Linked DNA regions of Mus musculus: region 1 is linked to region 2. The links are chromatin contacts, called in public HiChIP or PLAC-seq maps. All regions are on one chromosome and are shown on one strand. Each heading gives the region's core, a stretch centred on a gene start, on an enhancer-like site or on the middle of the called end of the contact. The rest is flanking DNA. Distances are from core to core; before and after follow the strand shown.

Region 1 (5,422 bases), core at 457-2,956, 40 kb before region 2:
GTTTCCATTTATATAGAATTCCAGAAAAATGAAACATAATTTGTAATCATAGATCAGTGGCTTCATGGGGCTGAGCTGAGAAGGAGAACAATGTGAGTCTATGAATATAGAACTTAAAATGTCATATTCTGGGAGGATGAACTTGATGCTATTTATGGAAATCTTGTTGTTGGTATCCCCCACCGCACTGAAAAGAGAGGCTTCTCTGATAAAGGCTAAAGGTAGGCTTTATCTAGGGGGAAAAGCATAGATGTTTACAAGGCAGTTTGATGCCATGGCAATTTAAACAAACAACTGTAATAAGTTCCTCACTGGGAACCATGACATCCCCAACCACGGGATTTTGATGAGATTTACAGTTCCAGGTTTGAAATCCTTCCTGCTGAGCTTGCCTCAAACCTAACCATTTCAGTTGTGCTGCTGTTACACCAGTGCGCGCATTTTTACCTAGCAGGTTAATTAGTACTGTAGCTCTGAAGGTTCACAGGTAGGTTAGACTGCCGATCTATTTTCTCCCCTAGCAGCCTGTACAGCCCCTGACATAATGAAGGCTGGCTAACAGGAAGGATGCTTTAAGTTCATTTCCAGCTCTACTTTCTCTTGCAACTAAAGTAATGGGGCTTTATCATCTATTCTGTGGGCAACCAAGAGGAATGCAAAGAGACTTCCGTGGCCTTCCCGGTCAACAGCTCATAAGAGAGTATTCTATACCTGGCATTGGGATTTTTTTTAATAATTCAAGGCTGTTTAGAATCAGCATTATCCAGCCCTGAAGGATCTCTATCATGTCTTCTTTTTAACTTTTGTTTTAGTTAGCTTATAAAATAGTAGGTTTCCATATGTTTTTCATATACTGATCTTGTTGGTTAATGCTCCCAACGTCCCCTTCCCTTCACCCATACCCGATTAAACCTTTTCACGCCCATTATCTTCCCCTAATCTCATATAACTTATATTCTGGCATCCTTCCCTTGCCCCTTAAATCATACTCACCACAATATGGCCATTGTCTTCTTTCCTTGCTGCTAAAGGACTTCCAAGTTAACCACACAAATCTAAAGATTTAAAATTAGGGTGCATATATGAGAAAAAACATACATCTATTGGGGCCCATGGTTTCTCTCTCAGTATATTTTTTCCTGAACTCTGTCTATTTACCTGCAATTCACTTTTTAGCCACTGAATAAAATTTCACTGTGTATATGCACCACATTTTCTTTTTCCATTCATTATTTGATGGACATCAAGGCAGAATCCATTTCCTAGCTATATAAATATCTAGGAACATGGTTGAACACGTATCTCTGTCATAGGGTGTCAAACTCTTTGAATATATCAAGGAGTGGTATAACTGAATCATACAGTATTTCTATATCTAACTTTTTGAGCAACCCCGACACTGATTTTTATAATGGGTCTATATTAGTAACATTTTTGTTGCTGTGATAAATCATCATGACCAAAGCAACTTATAGAAGGAAACTTTTATTGGGTCTTACAGTTCCAGAGGGATTGGGATCCATGACCATCATAGCATGGGAGCATAGCAGCAGGCACGCATGCAAGCAAGGAGGTATGGTGCTGGAGCTGCAGCTGAGAGCTCACTTTTAGATCTTCAGACAGGAAGTGGAGAGCATAATGAGAGTGACATTTGAGTCCTTTGAAAGCCCAAGCCTACCCCTGGTGACACACTCCTCCAACCAGAGCTCAGCTAATCTTTCCCAATCAGTTCCAACGACTGGGAAACAACTATTCAAAGATAAGAGCCTGTGGGGACCATTCTCATTCAAAGCACCCAGTGGCTGTTCCTGTTTATACTCCCACCAACAGTGAATACGAGCGCCTTCTCCCCCACATCCTTACACCATCTTTTGTTATTTGATTTCTTGATGAATGCAAGTCTGTCTAGTGTGACACAGAACCTTAAAGTAGCTTTGTTCTGCCTTCTTCTGATGGTTAATAATGTTGGACAAGCCTGCCAAGAACACAATTGAGAAAAAATTGTCTCCTCACTAAATGTTGCTGAGAAAACTGGATAGTTACATACAAAATAATGAAATTCTTTTTGAGAATTTGGATCCCTAAATTGCACTATGCCCCCTCCCAAAAATTTAAAGTAGATTAAAGATAAAGTGCTAGGTGGTATATTTCACTGATAGATTGCTTGTTTAGCATATAGAAAGTATCACAAAACAGAAACACCAAACATAACAAAGAAGATATCAACTTAATACCTGACAATTTACAACTCATAGAAGAACATGTAGGATGTTCCTTAATATTGGCAGAAGTGGCACTAAAGTCATTGGCACAAACAAGCAAGAGTATACCAATAAAAAATCAAAGATAACCAATAAAATTAAAAACTGTACCTTTAAAATGAGAGAATATACTTGTAAATTCTATCTATAAGAATATACTTGTATATTGCTACTATATACAAGTATACACACACACACATGCATGCAACAAAAGCCAAATCACCTAATTTTACAATATATAAGCAAAAACTTTTAAGAGACATGTTTAACATCACCTAATTCTAAAATACGTAAGCAAAGAACCTTAAGAAATATTTTTTTCAAAAGGACATAGATATGGAAAGAAAGCATGTGAAAAAATATGCATCATCACTAAGAACCAAGAAAATGGTAATAAAAATCAAAACCAAATAACATCTCATATCTGCTTCTATAGCTAATGTCAAGAATTATATGTAATAAAGGTTTGCAAGGATGTGGTGAAAACAGAACCCTTCCAAACTGTTGATGGAAATGTAGATTTATCTGGACAGTATGTAAGCAATATGGGGCTTAATACATATTAAGTACAGAATTACTAGCAGTCCAATTCTCTATCCAAAAGATATGACATCACTAAATAACAAAAATGTCTGCACCCTCATGTTAATTACAGTACTAATGTAGTAACTCATGTAATGACAACGTGTATTTATAACATGTAATAATAATGTGATAGAGGGCAAGAGAGAAGCAAGCAGAAAGCAAGAGTAAGAGAGGGAGGCAAGAGAGTGAGGAGGGGGCAAGCAGCCCCTTTTATAGTAGGTCAGGCCTACCTGGCTGTTGCCAGGTAACTGTGGGGAGGAGCATACTTGACAGTTGCTCCACGTAACTGTAGGGTGGAGTTTAGACAGAATGTTAACATTCCCCTGTTTTGGTTTAATTAAAAAAGAAAAATTAAGCTGGGCAGTGGTGGCAAGCGCTTTTAATCCCAGTACTTGGGAGGCAGAGGCAGGCAGATTTCTGAGTTTGAGGCTAGCCTGGTCTACAGAGTGAGTTAAAAGAAAGCAGGGGCTACACAGAGAAACTCTGTCTGGAAAAACAAACAAACAAAAACAAAAACAAAAAAGGAAGGAAGGAAGGAAGGAAGGAAGGAAGGAAGGAAGGAAGGAAGGAAGGAAGGAAGGAAAGAAGGAAGAAAATAATAAAAATAAACAAAAATAAATGTGGTCATTTCATTGACCAACTTCTCATCAACTAGGGCTGGTAATATTACCAGGGGTGGTAGAAGGAGAAACTGATTAAAGAGTACAAAACTGCACCTATCCAAGATTAGCCTAACTATGCTAGACATAGCATTATTATACTGTAATTAAATCTCTGTGAGTTAATGGCCAACTTGATCTGCATAGAGTTTCTGGATAGTTAATAGTGAGACCCTGTCTCAAAAAAAAAAAAAAACAAACAAAAAAACAAAAAACAACAACTCCCCAAAAAGTCAAAAAACAAAACAAAAAAGCTTCAAAAATGTAGTATAATTTGGAAATTTGGTCAAAGTATACTTTCTCTCTCTCTCTCTCTCTCTCTCTCTCTCTCTGTCTCTCTCTCTCTCGCTCTCTCTCTCTTTCTATTAGATATTTTCTTTATATACATTTCAAATGCTATCCCGAAAGATCTCTATACCCTCCCCCCACCCTGCTCCCCTACCCACCCACTTCCACTTCTTGGCCTTGGCATTCCCCTATACTGCGGCACATAAAGTTTGCATGACCAAGGGGCCTCTCTTCCCAGTGATGGCCAACTAGTGGATGCTCACAGTCATCTATTAGATGGAACACAGGGCCCCCAATGGAGAAGCTAGAGAAAGTACCCAAGGAGCTGAAGGAGTCTGCAACCCTCTAGGTGGAACAACAATATGAACTAACCAGTACCCCCAGAGCTTATGTCTCTAGCTGCATATGTAGGTCAAAGTATATTTCAACTGTTCTCACAACCAAAACATGGTATATATGTATGTATGCATGTGTGTATGTATGTATGTGTGTGTGTGTGAAAAAATAAATGCTACCTTGTTTATTGATCATTTCTGTCTTACAGGTATATAAATTATTGTATATACATATGCATATCTTTTGTTTTATAAACATCCATTACGCTATATTTAAAGATTATAAATCAGGAAAATATATAAAATAAGAATTTACAGAATAAATGTGTGGGTTCATGATAATGGCACACAGATACAGCTACTATTTTTGCAATAGGTACAAACCATATTTTTCATGGGAAAAATAAGTAAATTAATTGTTTCAGGACTAGGCATATACAACAGTGGTAGAGCACTTGCCTAGAATGTATAAAGACCTGGGTTCAATCCCCCAAAGCACAGAAAATTAATAATGTAAACAGTTTGTGTGCATATTTGTTTTGTGTGTATGTGTGTGTTTCACTATAACTGAAACATGACATTGTATGTGCTATATTTTCTGGGTCTTAAATTCGATAACCACATATACACACACAGGTTCAGTTTCTTTTTCCTATTGGATAGATGCTGAACCTCTTATCTTTGGGTTTAGAGATTCCAAACATGATGGATGTAGAAGGATTTCTACCAGTGAATGAAATTTTTAAAAAATTCTGGCTCTGGGCTGGGCGTGGTGGCGCACACCTTTAATCCCAGCACTTGGGAGGCAGAGGCAAGCGAATTTCTGAGCTCGAGGCCAACCTGGTCTACAGAGTGAGTTCCAGGACAGTCAGAGCTATACAGAGAAACCCTGTCTAGAAAAAAAAATAATAAATTCTGGCTCACATAGTTAAGTCAGTGCTCCAGTTCCCTCCCAGGATTATCTGAGTGCTCACCTGAGACCTGTCGAGAGAAGATTATTTTTGCTCTTCTTAAATAGTCTGCCCCTAATTTTTGAGAAGGAAAACAGATCATAGTCCTTAAAATAATACACAAAACAGTATAGAGTGGAAGTGTATGGCCAGTTCTGTTTCCCAAATGTTACATATGCATTAAACACGTTTCTTTTGGTACTGCTGTCTTATATATTTATTGACTATCAACTTTCCCACTGTGTTCCAACATAGTGTCACTTACAGATATGATCCCTTCTAGGAAGCCCTCCACCAATACAAAATAGAATCCTTTATAAGGCTTCCCGCACATCCTCCCCACC
Region 2 (5,654 bases), core at 244-2,743:
TCACGTGCTATGAATGCCAGTCTTACCACAAAGCAGGATGCTCGGGAGATGCTATTCTTCCCTCTGGCTGGAGAAGAGTCGACCTACATAGAAAGCAAAAGATATTGAGGAAAATATTAAAAAAAATGTTGACCATGGTATAAAATTATAGGTTTATGGGCAGATTTCCAAAACCCAAGTTCAAATACCTCTGTTAAAGAATTAGGAACCAAGTACATGATCTCCATCAGCTCCCATGTGTGACCCAAATGGCTACCTTCAGAAACTGCATCCCACCCCCCCCCACCCCCCCCACCCCGTACTGCTGCTGTATAAAACTATGAGGGACAACAAAAAGTTGGGGATGATATATGGGGGTCCCAGAAAGAGACACTTAACTCCAATAGTGATTTCAAATATTCTAAATTGAACACCCACCTGCACAAAAAGTTCTTCTTTACTTTAAGTCCATTCGAACATTAAAACAAATGTTCAAGGTGAAATGTTGAGAAAATGGATCCTGAATATAAAAGATAGGACAATGTCATAATATTTATATAGCTAGGAGTTCTGTATATATGACCAACTCCTTATTATGACCAATTCCTTGCAGTAAATTAGGTACAGGAGTCTAAATACAGAGGGCAATAAAACAATCCTGTATTGAAGGCAGATGAACTTTTCATTCTTATGTTCTGACATCTTCATAATCGCCCCTCTAATGATGTTTCACCTTCCCCAGAATACACTACCTCTACCACCCTGACAAGAGACTTTGCCACCAAGCAGGAGTCTGTGGGAAGAGACAGCACCCACGATGCAGGGCACATGGATCCCTTTCTGGAATAAGGGCCCAGGTAGAAAGGCGACTCACCAAACAGCTGAACCATCACCAGAGTTGGCCACCTGCCTCCAACCCATGAACAGCAACCTCCAAGGGGCACCACCCCCAGCTTCCGCGCCGCCATTTCTCCCATAGTCGCCTCCCCCACAACCCTTGCAGGGCCCAAACACCAAAAAGGGCCGGGGGGAAAAGCCTGCTGCCAGGCCATCTGCTCTGCAGGCCTCCAGACCCTCAGACTCAAGACACTCTGGCTGCCACCCTGCGCCCGGGGCCCGGTTCGGGTTCCCGCTTCCTCCTCCCCACCGCCTGGGGTCTCCGAGCACCGCGCACACTCCAGGGAGGCCGCGACCTGCTGGCCTTCACTGGACTGTCAGGGCCGGGCAGTGGTCCTCAGTGTGCGACCACTCGGAGCCCTCGACACACCTCCACTTGCCTGGCCAGGCGCACGGCCCAGGTGTCCGGGCTCCCCCGCGTCCCCCTCCTGCTCCCGGCTGGTCTCTGTCCTCGGCGGATCCTCTCACAGAACCCCCACCGCTTTGCGCGCGAGTGGAATGGCAGAGACGTGTCCCGCCCCTACGTCTCTGCACCAAACAGGCAGGGGCTGCGCAGGATGCGGCAAGCACAGCTCACCTCGAGGGTGTCGGGAAGGGGGCGGAGGGATACTGCGCACGGGGCTCTACGCCCCCTCCTGGACCCACTGTAGTTCCGACTCGGAGTGGGCGGGGCCAGACAGCCCCACTCCTCTTGGAGAGGTGGGTTGCACCCGTAGGCGTCTGCAGACCCCTGTTCACCCTAACCAGAGACCACCACCACTTTTTTTTGGGGGGGGGGTGCCACAACAGTGTGTGAGATGGCTGAAATCTAGAGTCTATGAGGGCTTTGGAGAGGGGGACTATGGAGAGAAGGTGGTCTGGAGATGTGGAACAGGAGGGAGCAGCGGAGGGATACTGAGTGCTCCTGTACTTCAGTAGGAAGCTGGGCTTTGCTGGCCCCCAGCCCCTCCCTGCACTCCATCTCTTGCTACCCTTCAGTTCTCTCGTAGCTTCTGACGCCAGTAGAAAGGGAGGAGGGCTTTTAGTACTGCAGCTAGAGAGGGAACAGGTAGCCTAGCAACAGTCTGCAGAGAGGACTCTTGATTCTTCATGTTTTTCTCTCAATGCTTCATGGAGTTCCTAGAGGAAAAGAAATGGGAGCAACCATTGCAGCTTACATCGCTGCCCCCAGGGTAAAGCCAGACTTCTGTCCCTGGAAAACCAACCAGAGGTCTGGGGTAAAAGTCACTTTACTTCCTTTGACTTATTTGGACTAAAAACTCATCTAGTCACATATGACATAAAAGAACTGGGAGGTGGCGTGGGAGTAGGTTGGGACAGAGTAGGTGATAGGTCAACCCAAACATAGAATGTATGAAGAAGCCTTAAAGCAAACAACTAGCATGCAAGCGAATTTTAAAATATAATTTGAAGACAAAGGAGTTTGAACAGAGGTACCCTGCATGGGTGGACCAGGCTGCTGCTCTCAGAAGACACGACTTATTAAATAAAAATCCCAGTACCAAGCACTGCGAGTTACTGGTTAAAGGGGCCTCAGAGCAGTGGTTCTTAACCTATGGGTTGCTACCTCACTGAGGGTTGAATGACCTTTTCACAGGGGTCACATATCAAATATCCTGCATATCAGATATTTACATTATGATTCATAACATTAGCCAAATCACAGTTATGATGTAACAACGAGAATAATCTTGTACTTGGAGGTTACCATAAGACAAGGAACTGAATTAAAGCATCAGGAAGGTTGAGAACCATTGCCCCGGTGGCACCTAAAACAACAGAAGCTATTGCCACATCCTTTGGCTATTAAGACTCCACTGCTGAAGAATCACACTTTTTTTTTTTTTTTTGCTGTAGGTCAGAAAAACCAATATTTTAAAAGATTTTAATTTGTTCTTTTTTTTCTGAAAACCATACTTTATTTTAGATAGTAATATATTATTAACTGATGTGATACAAATTATGTATTAACTAACACTATAATAGAATTATTCAAATATAGTAAAATTATTTGAATAGAATTAGCCCTAAATGGAATAAAAGAGAATAAAAGAGAAAAGTATCAGGTTATGTAACTCCTCTCAAACAGATGAAGTGTGGGTAAAATCCAAAAATTTAATAAATGAGACAAAGAGAAGGTAGCTTTAGGTAGCAAGGAAAGACAGAGGTAGGCAAAAGGACACGAGTCATAAGAGAGGATGCAAAACATTCAATGCCATCATACCCCTGCCCCACTGAAGGAGATGTGCGGATTCAACGTTTTCTATATTGAAGTAGAAAACCCATTTTTTGCATCCCCAAAGAATCCTATATGTGTTACTCCTTTGAGGGAGGGATTGTGAACGTTGAGCTGTCCTTTCACTCCATTGATAATTATTGTAATAGGAATTAGACATGACTAGTCCCTGAATACATGTTACATTGATAGTCTGTATATGCTTGGCCCAGGGAGTAGCACTATTAGGAAGTGTGGCCTTGTTGGAGTAGGTGTGTCACTGTGGGCATGGGCTTTAAGACCCTCATCCTAGCTGCCTAGAAGCCAGTATTCTGCTAGCAGCCTTCAGATGAAGATGTAGAACTCTCAGCTCCTCCTGCACTATGCCTGTCTGGATGCTGCCATGCTCCTGCCTTGATGATAATGGACTGAACCTCTGAACCTGTAAGGCAGTCCCAACTAAATGTTGTCCTTGTAAGAGTTGCCTTGGTCATGGTATCTGTTCACAGCAGTAAAACCTTAACTAAGACAGAAGTTAGTACCAGGGGACTAAGGTATTGCTGTGATAGGCCGGACCATGCTTTTGCTTAGAAGAATGTGGATTTGGGGACTTTGCATTTTGAAAGCATTGGAACGCTTTAAGTGGGGTTTAATGAGTTTTTCTGGTAGGAATATGGAAGACTTTGTCGCGGAGAATGATTTAAATTGTGCGGAACTGGCCCAAGAGGTTTCAGTGGAGAATTTCAATATGTGGCCTAGAGACTGTTTTGTGGTATTTTGTGAAGAATATGACTACTTTTTGCCATTGTCTGAAGACTCTGCCTGAGGCTAAGGTGAAGAGACTCAGATTAATTGCATTGACAAAGGATGTCTCAGAAACACATCATATATTTTGTTCTCTGGTTAAGTCTTATGAAGAGCATCTTAAACAAACTTAGCCAGCTGAGAAAGGAAAAATATAAAATACATAGTTCAAGTATTAAAGGAGCACCAGGAAGTGAAATGGAGCCTAATACTGTGCTCTAGGAGTGAACAGATTAAGGGATTCTGGGGAAAGATCCTACCCAGCTAAATTTAGATCCAGGCATGGTAGTACACACCATTAATCCCAGGAGACAAAGCAAGCCACGCAGATCTCTGAGTTCAAGGCCAGCCTCAAATAGAGCAAGTTCTAGTTGAAGAAAAGCTTAAATCCAGGCATGGAGTTACACACCTTTAATCCCAGGAGACAGGCATGCAGATCTCTGAGTTGAAGGTCAAACTACAGAGCAAGATCAATGACAGAGTTTAGGTAGTGAGGGAATAGGTAAAGAGGAAGCTATTGATAATGTAATAGAACAAGGGAGCCATGTTCCAGTTCTGCAAGCAGTAGAACTCAGCAGCTTTGGCCATGTGTCTCTGGCCTTATAGTCAAGACTAGAAGGAGACTACTGGGACAAATGATGCTGGTTAGCTGGAGCTAAGAAATTAGTGGTGACACATGATATGCACTCACTGGTAAGTGGATATTAGCTCTGAATACCCAATATACAATTGGAAAAACACATGAAACTCAAGAAGAAGGAAGACCAAGTGTGGATATGTCAATCCTTCTTAGAAAGGGGAACAAAATACCCATGGAAAGAATTGCGGAGACTGAAGGAATGACTATCCAGAGACTGCCCCACATGTGGATCTAACCATAAACAACCACCAACATCAGACGCTATTGTGGATGCCAACAAGAGCTTGCTGACAGGAGCCTGATATAGCTGTCTCCTGAGAGGCTCTGCCAGTGCCTGAAAAATATTGAAGTGGATGCTCACAACCATCCATTAGGCAGAGCACAGGGTCCTCAATTAAGGAGCTAGAGAAAGTACCCAAGGAGCTGAAGGGATTTGCAGCCTCAAAGGAGGAACAACAATTCGAACTAACCAGTACCCCCAAAGCTCCCTGGGACTAAACCACCAACCAAAGAAAACACATGGTGAGACTTATGGCTCTAGCTGCATATGTAGCTGACAATGGCCTAGTTGGTCATCAATGGGAGGAGAGGCCCTTGGTTCTGTAAAGGTTGTATGCCCCAGTATAGGGGAATGTCAGGGCCAGGAAGCAGGAGTGGGTGGGTTGGTGCGCAGTGTGTGTGTGGGGGGGATAGAGGGTTTTCAGAGGGGAAACTAGGAAAGGGGATAACATTTGAAATGTAAATAAAGAAAATATCGAATAAAAAAGAGAAATTAGTGGTGATTAAGAAGAGACCGGCATCACTGAGATGAAATCTTCTGGGAAGTGTTTTCTGAGAGCACAAAGAAGCTGTGTTTCAGAGCTAGCCAAGGTTGTACTTCATGCTACAGTTGGACTTGGTAATGTGTAAGAGTCACCCAGGTGGTACTGGCTTTGAAGGCATGAAGGAGTCATAAAGGGCAGCTGAGGCTTGGCACTGTGAGAGGCTATGGAAGGCCACTGGTGATTGTACAGCCTCAGTTGTAGTTTGTGGCCCAGGACTAAAGAGGCCATGCAAAGGATTTGAGGTATGGCACCATGAAGAGAGCCTATGAGAGACTATTGGTGAAGCCTACTTGCA

Evidence for each region. HiChIP or PLAC-seq counts read pairs in DNA pulled down with a chosen protein or histone mark.
Region 1: an H3K27ac HiChIP or PLAC-seq map of epiblast stem cells shows a contact between it and region 2. The contact joins the enhancer-like site here to the promoter of Bhlhb9 in region 2. A contact is called at or near these places in 2 of 39 promoter capture datasets (embryonic stem cells and hippocampal neurons), 1 of 15 datasets of contacts at CTCF or cohesin (CD8 T cells), 2 of 484 Hi-C or Micro-C datasets (the N1E-115 cell line and cortical neurons), 8 of 115 datasets of contacts at active chromatin or transcription factors (the SCID.adh cell line, embryonic forebrain, embryonic stem cells and 3 more) and 1 of 9 other capture datasets (adipose tissue).

What each region holds. Positions count from the first base shown.
Region 1 is chrX:135,922,460-135,927,881 of GRCm38.p6, reverse strand. No RefSeq gene overlaps it. Among named protein-coding and RNA genes, the nearest start is that of Gm31214, 9.7 kb to the left of the region's middle. Within about 2 kb of position 1,706, at least 3 of the 459 cell types and tissues checked have an H3K27ac peak or open chromatin away from gene starts, as enhancers often do. A contact at or near this core is called in epiblast stem cells, where this site is marked.
Region 2 is chrX:135,881,690-135,887,343 of GRCm38.p6, reverse strand. Bhlhb9 (basic helix-loop-helix domain containing, class B9) reads right to left here and starts at 1,493. Exons shown (of 5, transcript NM_001098222.1): 1 at 1,257-1,493; 2 at 418-499; 3 at 27-83.